4 separate regions of the Sus scrofa genome follow, and all the other regions are linked to region 3. The links are chromatin contacts, called in public HiChIP or PLAC-seq and promoter capture Hi-C maps. All regions are on one chromosome and are shown on one strand. The core of a region is the stretch at or near the end of the contact, and the rest is flanking DNA. Distances in the headings are between cores, read along the strand shown. Region 1 holds the start of LOC110255603 (basic salivary proline-rich protein 2-like). Region 2 overlaps ARHGAP21 (rho GTPase-activating protein 21). Region 3 overlaps ENKUR (enkurin). Region 4 overlaps LOC106507918 (a long non-coding RNA gene).

Region 1 (2,700 bases), core at 142-2,641, 200 kb after region 3:
TCTGGGTATCTGGCTGTATGAAGGTCCCCCTCCCGGGCCCTGACGCGGAGCACCGAGCCTTCCGCAGCAGAAGCCCGGGTTCCTGGCCGCTCCCGCTCTGAGCTCGAGAGATTGGCGAAGGCGGGGAGGGTTTTGTGTGTCTGGCTTTGGGGGAGGTGTTGGGGGCGGCGAGGGCTTGTAGGTCCCGACACACATTGGGAGGGGGTTGGCGATCACCCCTCACCCCGCCCCAGGCTAATCCCCCTTCTCCAGCGTTGGTTCCCGGGACCATATTATTCAAGACAGAAAATATTCAGCCCCGGAGCCTCCCCTGGGGAGGGGAGGGGAAGGAGGTGGAGTGGGAGGAGGTGGATCCAGGGAGGAAGAAGCGAGAAATCCGCCCCCGGGAAACAGCTCGGCGCGGCAGCGGAGCGAGGCACTTCTGTCACTTGGTGATCGCGGGCGCCCGAGCGCGGCCCCGGCCCGGCCCGGCGAGGCGAGGGGAGAGTCCGGCGGCCGCCGCCCCGCCCCACGCCCTCCCGCGGCGGCCGAGAGCCCGGGGCCGGCCGGGGCAGGTCGCGGCGGTGCCTGGGAGCGGCCGGCCGGGGGCGGCGGCCTCGGAGCGCGACGGCGGCGGGCAGCGCCCGCTCGTCCTCCCGCTGGGTCCGGTGCGCGCCGGGCGTGCCGTCCGGGGACCGGCCGGCCGGGTGCGGATCTACTCGCCGCGCTTTCTCCGGTGCGTGTCTGCTTTATTTTCTGCTTCGGCCGACCCGGCGCAGCGCCGCCGGGCGGGTGGAAAGGGAGAGCCGGGCTCGCCGCGGGCTCCCTCCCTTCCCGCCACCCCGGGCCACCCCGCCCGGCGCTGGCGCGGGGCCGGAGGGAGCCGCGGCGGGCGCCCGGCGTGGGCGTAGGGGCCGCACCCGCGTGTGCGGAGCGGGGGAGGACGGCGGGAGGAGGGAAGGGCACAAAGGCCGGCGGCGGGCGCCGGGGTCCCGCCGGCCGGCCGTGGAGGAGGGGCGCCTCCCGTCCGCTCATGAATATTAACCGAGCCTGCGGCCTAGCGCGTCCCGGCCGGGCCCCATGCCCGGCCCGCGTCCCCGCCGCCAATCGCTGCCGCCCGCGGAAGCCGGGCCCGGCGGGGCGCGGCGGGTGAGCCCCCTCGCTCTTGGCCTTTCCCTCGGGTTCCCCCACTCGTTTTTGAAAGTACAAATTTGGGCCGCCCTTCCCGGGAGATCGAGATCCCCGACCCGCCTCTGGAAGGGGCGGGGGAAATAGTGGTAGGTGGGTGGTGGTTTTCTTTTTCCTATTTCCCCCCCCCCCCCCCAAGGTGGACACGGAAAAAGGGGAATATCGTGTCGGGGCGTTGATTGGGACGCGGCAACTAAATGAAAGTTGCTGGGGCTGCGGCTTCATTTCTATAGCTCCGGAATAATGCTCGGGAGAGGGAGTCCCTCCCGCCGCCGCAGCCGCGCACGCCTCCCCTCCCGGCCCCGCGCCGTCTCCGCCCAGCCTCGCCGCGGGCCAAGGAAAACAGCCGCCTCCTCGGGGACACCGGCCGGCTGGGGCGGAGGGCGGGCGCCCCGGGTCCCCCAGGCCGCCTCGAGACGCCGGCCGAGGCGCTGGCTAAGTCCGATCCTGGCTTTTTGTTTTTATTTGGGCCAGCTGGGGAGGCGGCGGGGAGCAAGGAGGGTTTTTGAAAAAGTATTATCCCATTTTAGTCTCGTGGGGAGCAAACTTCCCTTAAGTCTCCTCAGCTGGGTGATGCGGAAGAACAGAGACGCCTCTTCTGCCCAGAAAATAATGCTCATTAAAATGCACTTGAAAAGGGAATGTTTTGACGGCTTCACAACAGCCAGGCATGTTTGACGCAACCACCGTGCAGCTCTGATGTTACTCATTTTTTTCATGATTTATAGATTTTTTTCTTTTTCTTTTTTTTTTTGTCGTTGTTGTTGTATGGATAGATTCTTTTATACGGAGGTTCATCAGCGTGGACCGCATTATTTTTCCGAGTGTTGGAAAGGCGAACTTGGGCTAGACGTGGGCGAGTCTAAGGTCAGCGTCTGGAGAAAGTTCATGCCCTTTAACTTTTCCCTCCTCTAGGAAAGATCTCTTGGGCAGAGGCTTCGCGGCGCACTCAGATTGCTCTTGGAGTCGGGAGAAGCGCTAGGACGAAGGGGACCGCTTTCTGCAGCTGGCCTCACTAGCTGCTGAGGAGGAGACCTGTCGTCTTTGTTTTTTCCGTCTCGAGAAATGGACGAAGACGGGGAAATCGTTTGAAGTCCGAAGAAATCATCTTCAGGGCATTGCGGAGGGGCTTCATCAAAACCTTCATCCCCCGGCCCATTATTTGTCTCACTTAGCCCTGCACCTTCTGCGGAGCCTGGTGTGGAATTCTTACCTTTTGGGTGTGTGGTGGCATTTCGCCCCCAATGTGGACTCCCAAGGGTTGGCCCCTTCTTTGTGATTTGAAATGAAATGATGGCCACACGTCGGACTGGTCTGCCGGAGGGAGATGGTGACAAGCTCAAGGCCTGCGGGTCCCCCACCTGTGAGGTAAGCGCTTGAGGCAGGATCCCTGCCCGTCTGTGGTGGCCTGTGTCTGTGAGGTGTCCTGCCGGTGGCGGGGGTCAGCTGCCACACAGCCTAGGAAGAGGCTTTTGGGGCTTTGGGCTGGATGGTGGGAGGACCCCAGCTTGACCAGTAGAGAAGTGAAACGTT
Region 2 (2,700 bases), core at 103-2,602, 210 kb after region 3:
TCTTACCTCCTGACTGTGGACTGGAGGTTTCAACTTCCCCTCCTTGGGTTTGATTAATTTGCTAGAGGGACTCAAAGAACTCGGAGAAACATACTGCTTACTGGATCACGGGATTTATAATAAAGAGGATAATACAGAGACAGCCAGCTGCGGGGATACCTAGGGCAGGGTATGGGCAAAGGTGTGGAGCTTCCATGCCCTCTGCTTGTGCACTTCCCCCCCTGCCCACCAACTCCCATGTATTCACCAACCTGGAAGCTCTCCCAACCCTGTCCTTTTGAGTTATCAGGGAGACTTCATTGCATAGGCACAATTAATTTAATCATTGGCCATTGGAGGTTGAATCAACTTCCAGCCCCTCTCCCCTCCCCTGGGGTCGGGGTAGGACTGAATGTTCTGATCTTCTAATCACTTGGTTGGTTCTCCTGGCAGTCAGTTCTCATCCTCAGGTGTATTCCCAGTGTCACCTCATTGACATTACGAAGGACACTATTGTTGCTGCCATCACTTAGGAAGTTCCAGGAGTTTTAGAAACTCTCTACTGGGAATGGGATGAAGACCAAATATGTATTGCTTTTTTTTAGGGGGGGGGCTGCACTGGCAGCATATGGATGTTCTCAGGCTATGGGTCGAATCAGAGCTACTACAGCTGCCGGTCTACACCACAGCCATGTCAGATCTGAGCCAAGTCTTTGACCTACACCACAGCTCATGGCAATGCCAGATCCTTAGCCAACAAGCTCAGAAAGTAGAGATGGATGGAACACTTCCCATCTTCTTTTTATGATGCTAGCATTAGCCTAGTAACAAGCAGGCAAAAACAATATAAGAACAGGAGTTCAGACCAGGGTTGTAGATGTAAAAATCCTTAACAAAATGTCAGCAAATCAAACCTAGCAGTATATGAAAAAGATAATACATTGTGATTAAGTTGGAGTTATCTCAAGAATTAAAGATTAGTTTAATTTTAACATATCAGCAACCTATTAACTAGTTAACATATTAACAGAATAAAGGAGAAAATTTGTACCATCATCTCAACAGTTGCAGAAAAAGCATCTGGCAAACTGTAACAAACACTCCATCATCAGAAAACTCTCAGAAGACAGGAAATTAAGGAAACTTACCTAATTTGATATACATGCAGCAAGATGGATGGATATAAAAAACATGCTAGGAGTTCCCTGGTTGCCTTGTGGTTAAGGATCCAGTGTTGTCACTGTAGTGGCTCATTGTCACTGCTGTGGCTTGAGTTCGACCCTTCGCTGGGGAACTTCCACATGCTGTGGGCACAGCCAAAACAAACAACCCTTTGCTGGGGAACTTCCACATGCTGTGGGCACAGCCAAAACAAACAGCCAAACAAAAAGTGCTGAATGAAAGAAGGTAGACAACAGGGTACACACACACTGTGTGACCTCATTCATGAGAAGGTTTAGAACAGGCGAAACCAACGTGGTAATAGAAACCGGAATAGTGATTGCCTCTGTGGGTGAAGGGGGATTTCAGAATGACTAGGAGGACACCCAGGGAACTTCCAGGGGTGATGGAGATGGTCTCTGTCTCTGTGTAGTTGGGAGTTAGATAGATGCATTTGTGACATTTCATGAACTGTATACTTAGAAGCTGTGTGTGTGTGTGTGTGTAAATATCTATGCCTTAATTTAAACATGAAAAATAAAAAGTGCAAAAGAAGGAGATAAAACTTAAAATATCGTGAAGCCAAAGGACGAAACTAAAAATATTGGATAAGACAATAAATACCTCACCTAGAACTAGAATAGTAGATTTTTCTTGCCTTACTCTCATATCTTCCAAGCATATGTTTTTTAAAAAAAGGAAATCAAAATACTTTTTTTTTTTTTTTTTTTATAAAAGGGCACACCTGTGGCATATGGCAGTTCTCAGGCCCGGGATTGAAACCAAGCCACAGCTGCCGCCTATATACTGCAGCTGCAACACCACCAGATCCTTTAGCCCTCTGTGCTGGGCTGGGGAACAAACACACCTCCACAATGACCCAAGCTGCTGTAGTTGTATTCTTTTTTTTTTTTTATTTATTTTTTATTATTTTTTTTATTTTCCCACTGTACAGCCAGGGGGTCAGGTTATCCTTACATGTATACATTACAATTACATTTTCCCCCCACCCTTTCTTCTGTTGCAACATGAGTATCTAGACATAGTTCTCAATGCTAGCTGTAGTTGGATTCTTACCCCACTGTGCCACAGTGGGAACTCCATCAAAATACTTTCAGCTTCTGTAATTTCCAAGATCTAATTTCAAAGCTTTTTGGGGTGATTGTCAGGGAGAGACACTCGTATTGAAAATCAGTTGACCATGTATATGAGTATTTATTTCTGGGCTCTCTCATCTTTCTTTCAGTTTATGTGTCTGTCCTATGCCAATACCATGTTGTTTTGATTACTATAGTTTTGTAGTTAAGTTTTAAAATTGGAAAGTGTTTAGGGTCCGTTGAAATTCCATGCAGTGGTTATATTTTAAAACATATTACAGTAGTTAAAAATACTCTGGGTAGCTACAGTTAAATGTATATATCATCATGACAATTGAAAAATTTGCTGCAAGAGGGTTGACTAACATTTATTGAGAACCTACTGTGTTTCTGACACTATCTTTTGTTATTTGATTCTTAAAACGACCTTTTAAAACAACTTTTTAAAGAAGATTATCGTTAA
Region 3 (2,700 bases), core at 162-2,661:
TGTGGATGTTTGGTGTGAAATTGTATGGGTATATATAATATAATTTACCAGCACCCTATTTGTAAGCATTGAAGTGATTTAATTTGTTTTCAATATTTGCCATTAAAAGCAATGCTGCAGTAAGTGACCTTGAACATACATCATTTTGCACATTTGGCTGTATTAGTAGAAAATCATTGCCAGGAATGAAATAACTAGGTCAGAAGGTATGTGCACTTGTAATTTTATTAGAAACTATTTTTTATTTTGCTGTGTGTGTGTGAATAGATAATTTATAGACATGGTCTGAAATTCGAAATTCCTAACTGCCTAAAGGTGAATAGGGAGAAGTCTTCCTCACACCCCCTTTCCTAGAGCTACTGAATCCCCCTTCCCAGAAGCAACCACTGTAACCAGCCTCTTATATATCTTTCCAAGTAATACTCTATGCATATGTGTGTAAGATGGAAATAATGATACATGTGTCTGTGGGAGAATCACTCCAATCTGACAGATATGTGGTTTTCTTCTCTCATGTCTGGGAGGCTCAGAAGACTCTTGCCAAGAGAGGTGTCATATAGTCAGTGTAAGCACTCAGGTAAGGAATAGCTTTTCTATTGTCCCATCATTCATTACCAGCCCCACAGCGCCAGTATTGTAGGTTCCATCAAGAAAGCAGTGGTTTTATTGACTTTCACTCTGCCTGTGTGTTCCTCTTGGATGGAAGAGAGGCCAGGGATATGGGACGTTGCCCTGACCTCAGCCTCGCCGTGTTGAATTCCCAAACTAGATTCACTGTCTGAGATTTCCTTTCATCTTCCTAGTGGTGGAGTCTGTGTCAAGTCCACCGATTCCTGTGTCTTGTGTTTTTCTCTTTCTTAGAGAAACAGTGGAAGCCTATACACTTATAAACTGTAGACTGCAGGCCATGTTCAAATAACCTTTTTACTCCATTCACTCCCATCTTTCTGCACAAACTATACTCCCGGACCTAAGCCTAAATTCTTCTCTTTCTTAGTATCTTGTTAAAAGCAACAAGGAACAGTCAACTCCCCTCCCCCCACAATATTCTAAGTTTTTACAAACAGTTCCCCTTCAGACTGTAGCTAAGTCATGTGGTTTTCCTTCTGTGGCAATACAAGAGACAATTTTACCAAATGTTTTGCCATAGAGTAACAAGGGTCAACAGCTTCCCAGCCTGTCCAGGAACCTTCCCTATCAAACCTTTGTCACCCTGTTGATGACTATTAAAAGGAACTGGACCTTTGCCTGGCTCAGACACCTGCCAGGCCTTACCTTTCATAGGATCTCCTTCCAGTGATGTGGCTCTTGCATCACCTAAGTGGACATAATAACCAGTTTGCTATTACGTGCTCAAGGTCCCCTAGTCACCAATAAGGTTCAAAGTTTCTTTTAAGCAAGGAAAACAACACAACAGAGGGACCCAGCAGCTCACTGCTTCCCTCTCTACTTCTCCTAGCCTTTCTGAGGACGACACAGAGGGCAAACCTTAATCTTATGCAATTCCCACATGTGTGAGCTGCACTGTTTTGGACTCATAGAGGTTCCTTTTATCTTTATTGGCTTTGAGGAGACAGTCAAACTTTCTCCTGGGTAAGCTCTATGGTTCTACACAGCCAGCAGACTAGGCTTCAGGCCCAGAGCACCCTGGAGGCCACATGTGGTTTCATCTGGACAAACACTTTAAAACAAATTCCCTGGCTTTTCTTCAAAATTACTGAGATGACAGGCAGCTGCCACCCACGCAGTAAGATGGTGTCCAGCACTAACACGAAGGCCTTATAGGGTATGGGTGGTAAAAACAATGGTGAGTTAGGCTTCAAAGTAGAACATTATCTTAGACTTTGGATCACTCTCTTGCTGTATCATTAAACTGCTGTAGTTCTTTTGTAATGCACCCAAAGCTTTTCAAAAAACACTTTGACACACCCTTTGGGGATTTAAAATACAAGTAGTAAAGTTTAAAGACTCTGTTTCTTCTAAGTGGATTTTATAATTTAAAAAATAAGAATGTGCCAAGATTCCAAGTCTTCAAAATTTTAGTTATTTTGGTATTAGCCAAACAAGTTGATGACAGTTGACCCTTATACTTACAAAAAAAAAATTAGATAAAATGCAAATTTTTCAAAAAGTAAAAATGTAAGCCAAGGGCCTTAAAGAGAATAGTCCTCTTTGTAAAAAATGTGTTACTCTAACATCATTTAGCCCTGTGTTTCTAATATTATCACGTAAGTTTATTTTAAGTGATTATCTGGCATTGATTCATCATTTGATGCTTTGGGTATTTTTTAGGACTCAGATATTTTTCGTGTAAATGGCACTTAATTATAGTGATGGTTCAGATTGATATTTTATTTTTTTTGGCCACACCCGCAACATATGGAAGTTCCCAGGCCAGGGATCAAATCCAAGCTGCAGTATGGCAGTGCCATATCCTTAACTCACTGCATCACAATAGGAACTTCTAGATATTTTATTATTACGATCCCTTTAAATACACATAAGCTAATTTTCTTGAGATAGATTTTTTTAAAGAACAATTTTAAATTGGGACGTTCTTTTAAAAGTCACATTAGAATTCACATGTTCAAAATAGTTTACTCAAATGTTTCAGAGAAAAATAATTCCAAAATTATTATATTTGCTAACCAATATTTTTATGGGGTTTTATGTAGTATGACGTTTTTTACCCCCCTTCCA
Region 4 (2,700 bases), core at 22-2,521, 140 kb after region 3:
AGTTTAAACAAACACAATATAAAAGATATAAATGAAAAAACAATCTGTGTGTGGAGTTCCCGTTGTGGCACAGTGGAAATGAACCTGACTAGTATCCATGAGGACTTAGATTCGAGCCCTGGCCTTGCTCAAGGGGTTGAGGATCCAGCATTGCCATGAGCTGTGGTGTAGGTCACAGACGTGGCTAGGATCTGGCGTTGCTGTGACTGTGGCGTAGGCTGTGGCTACAGCACCGATTCGACCCCTAGCCTGGGAACCTCCACATGCCGCGGGTGCGGCCCTAAAAAGACAACAACAAGAAAACAATCTGTGAAATAAAATTCATAGAAGTCACTTGTTCAGAGCATCATTGCAAAACAGTCTAAACTGGGGGTCTTCAAACATTTTTGCTCACAGCTCGCCACCCACCAGAGAAAGAATTTTACAGAACTCTGCACTTTCTCACCTGTTTTAAAGATAACATCCAAGATCTTTCAGCATAAGTTTAAATGGTTGCCAAGGACGTAGTTTCCAGCAGATTGTAAGTGTTAATATTTTAAAAGAAAAGTACACATCACTTTGAAATGTGTCTTGGTAGAATCAACATCTAGACAATTTGAAACATTTTCATCCACTTAAAATATACATGAAAACTCTCTCTTACATAACACCTGGAAATGGTATGTTCTTTATTTGTATCTTTTCCATTTGCCACATAATTTTATCCTCGTGGAGTTTATTTTTATCCTTAAATCTTTAATTAACCACACTGTTAGGCTTCCCAGCAACAAAATAGGTTTACAAACTGTGTTGCTGGCTGGAATTTGGAAGGAGGATGGAAGATAGATTTATGGTCCAAGGGAGTGAAGCATCCCCAGGATTGGTTCAGTGTCATGCTCTGTGGGAGGAGCAAACCGCAGGATGCCCAGGACCTAGATCTTCCACTGGTTTATCCGCAGTGCCCAAGCTGCAGGGTCTTAACGGGGGAGAGCAGGAGGCAAGTAAAAATAGAAAGTGCTGTTATGGGGCAAAACTCTCTGTAAGACTTTGAGAACAAAGCAGCACCACCTTGGCCTAAAGGGTGAGTGTGGCCTGAAAGTGGGAAAAAAAGATCTGTCCTTACACTTCAGCGAGTCCATTTCTGAGTGTCATGGACACTGTGAGACTGTGATCCTGAGAAACAGCAGGCACATCAGCATTTGTAGCCTGACTCCGATAGTGGCTGCCACACAGAGGCTGGCGGAGCTCACGCCAGAACCAGCCCTCGGGCAACATCTGTTGTGAGCAGCAGCCCCGTTGGCAGGCCCACGATGATGGCCCTGGCTGGGCAGACACACCCTGACATCAGGCACAGCACCCCCAGAGTAGCAGTGTCTCGGGTGGTTGCCATGGTTTCAGTGGCAGCTGACGAGAGCAGCCTTGGCCAAGTACCAGTTCTTCTGCTCAGTTGGGAGCTTTACTGCAAACTCCAGGGAGACATTCCCCAGAAGGAGCCCAAGTGGTCACAAGTGGCCAACACAGGAAAGACGTATTTGCAAACCCATGTGAAATACCAACTGGGCACCCCTCCCAAACTTGGTATCAACTTGCAAGGGTCCCAGTGCTGCTGCCCTGGCAGAGGGAAGCCAGAACCAAGAAGCCTCGCTTTTCACTCAACACAGCCCTGTTTTGGCCTCAGACATTTGTGGGCTGGGCAAACGAGGTCCGACAGAATCTCTCCAAAACTTGCAACAGACCAGCCCATCATTATGAGATAAATAGTGGCTGGAAAATAGGAGATTCAAAACTGAAAGTGCCAGGTTGGCATCAGAGTTTAACTCAAAGTGCCCTCCAGGCTATGAGGCCTGCCTTTGCCTATTCTGTCCAACATCAGCTGGGAATTTTCCGATATGGGAGATGACCTGATCTAATTAAGGGGAAATGGTATTACTGTAGGTCAAATCAGAGCAAAGTAAGTCAAGAAAAGCAGAAGCTAGCCTGTCAAGGCCTCCCTTCCAATGCTTACACAAGAGGAGAAATAAAGGGGTATTTGCTGATAATCAGCTAGAACTAGGGAGTTCCTGCCTAGAAAATGTTGGCCACTAAATAACCATGACCTTAACCGAAGGGCACTGAGCTGAGTTTAGTCGTACTTGCAGAGAGTCTGAAGTTCTCTGAATGAGAAGATGTGCCAAGTATTTCACTGAGGCATGAAATCCCCATCCTCTCTCCGCAGCATAGAGGGAGGCGGGCGGGAAGAGAGCCTGGGCTCGGGGGAAAGCTTCACGCCCAAAGACTGAGGCCCTACCTCCAGCAAGTCACCAAATACTCACAACCAGTGGGCAGCAGAGCCAGCCTGGCCAAGGACATGTTCTGCAAAGAACTTACTATATCCACTTGCAGGCTCCCTTTGGGTTTTTTTTTTTTTCCTCCAAGAAGCTGAGAAAAAGGTGGACTGTGACAGCTCTGGGCTGGGAAAGCATTCTGACTGCAGAAGACAAGTCAGCATGTGGACACCTTCCTGGAGGCCCCCAGACCCTGACCCACGTCGGCATGTATCTCCCTAAACCCCACTTAACCTGGATGAGTGCCGCTTGAGTTGCTGTTGAACATCAAAGCCAAATCCTTCCCGCTCTGAGTGTCAACAAGTTTGGCAGACTTTTGTCCACCATCCATTACTTGGGTTAGTTCTATACTACTCATCTAGTTGTTGGGTTTCTTCTGCAAAATTCTAAGCTCTTT

Evidence for each region. Promoter capture Hi-C pulls out the DNA fragments that hold promoters and counts their contacts. HiChIP or PLAC-seq counts read pairs in DNA pulled down with a chosen protein or histone mark.
Region 1: a promoter capture Hi-C map of liver shows a contact between it and region 3, with 6 times the contacts expected there. The contact joins the promoter of LOC110255603 here to the enhancer-like site in region 3. A contact is called at or near these places in 2 of 5 promoter capture datasets (fetal liver and liver), 4 of 47 Hi-C or Micro-C datasets (embryonic fibroblasts, liver, skeletal muscle and 1 more) and 2 of 2 datasets of contacts at active chromatin or transcription factors (alveolar macrophages and skeletal muscle).
Region 2: a contact with region 3 is called in an H3K27ac HiChIP or PLAC-seq map of alveolar macrophages. The contact joins two enhancer-like sites. A contact is called at or near these places in 4 of 47 Hi-C or Micro-C datasets (embryonic fibroblasts, liver and skeletal muscle) and 2 of 2 datasets of contacts at active chromatin or transcription factors (alveolar macrophages and skeletal muscle).
Region 4: an H3K27ac HiChIP or PLAC-seq map of skeletal muscle shows a contact between it and region 3. The contact joins two enhancer-like sites. A contact is called at or near these places in 2 of 2 datasets of contacts at active chromatin or transcription factors (alveolar macrophages and skeletal muscle).

What each region holds. Positions count from the first base shown.
Region 1 is chr10:50,539,590-50,542,289 of Sscrofa11.1, forward strand. It overlaps LOC110255603 (basic salivary proline-rich protein 2-like), which reads right to left and starts at 1,392. Exons shown (of 2, transcript XM_021064283.1): 1 at 1-1,392. The coding sequence starts at 1,392. The coding sequence ends at 277. It overlaps ARHGAP21 (rho GTPase-activating protein 21), which reads left to right and starts at 1,993. Exons shown (of 26, transcript XM_021064916.1): 1 at 1,993-2,535. The coding sequence starts at 2,458.
Region 2 is chr10:50,555,834-50,558,533 of Sscrofa11.1, forward strand. The region is part of intron 1 of ARHGAP21 (rho GTPase-activating protein 21); the gene reads left to right. Among named protein-coding and RNA genes, the nearest start is that of ARHGAP21, 16 kb to the left of the region's middle. Within about 2 kb of position 1,353, at least 2 of the 83 cell types and tissues checked have an H3K27ac peak or open chromatin away from gene starts, as enhancers often do. A contact at or near this core is called in alveolar macrophages, where this site is marked.
Region 3 is chr10:50,344,325-50,347,024 of Sscrofa11.1, forward strand. All of the region lies in intron 4 of ENKUR (enkurin), which reads left to right. Among named protein-coding and RNA genes, the nearest start is that of PRTFDC1, 20 kb to the right of the region's middle. Within about 2 kb of position 1,412, at least 20 of the 83 cell types and tissues checked have an H3K27ac peak or open chromatin away from gene starts, as enhancers often do. A contact at or near this core is called in alveolar macrophages, fetal liver, liver and 2 more, where this site is marked.
Region 4 is chr10:50,480,985-50,483,684 of Sscrofa11.1, forward strand. The region is part of intron 3 of LOC106507918 (a long non-coding RNA gene); the gene reads left to right. Among named protein-coding and RNA genes, the nearest start is that of ARHGAP21, 59 kb to the right of the region's middle. Within about 2 kb of position 1,272, at least 26 of the 83 cell types and tissues checked have an H3K27ac peak or open chromatin away from gene starts, as enhancers often do. A contact at or near this core is called in skeletal muscle, where this site is marked.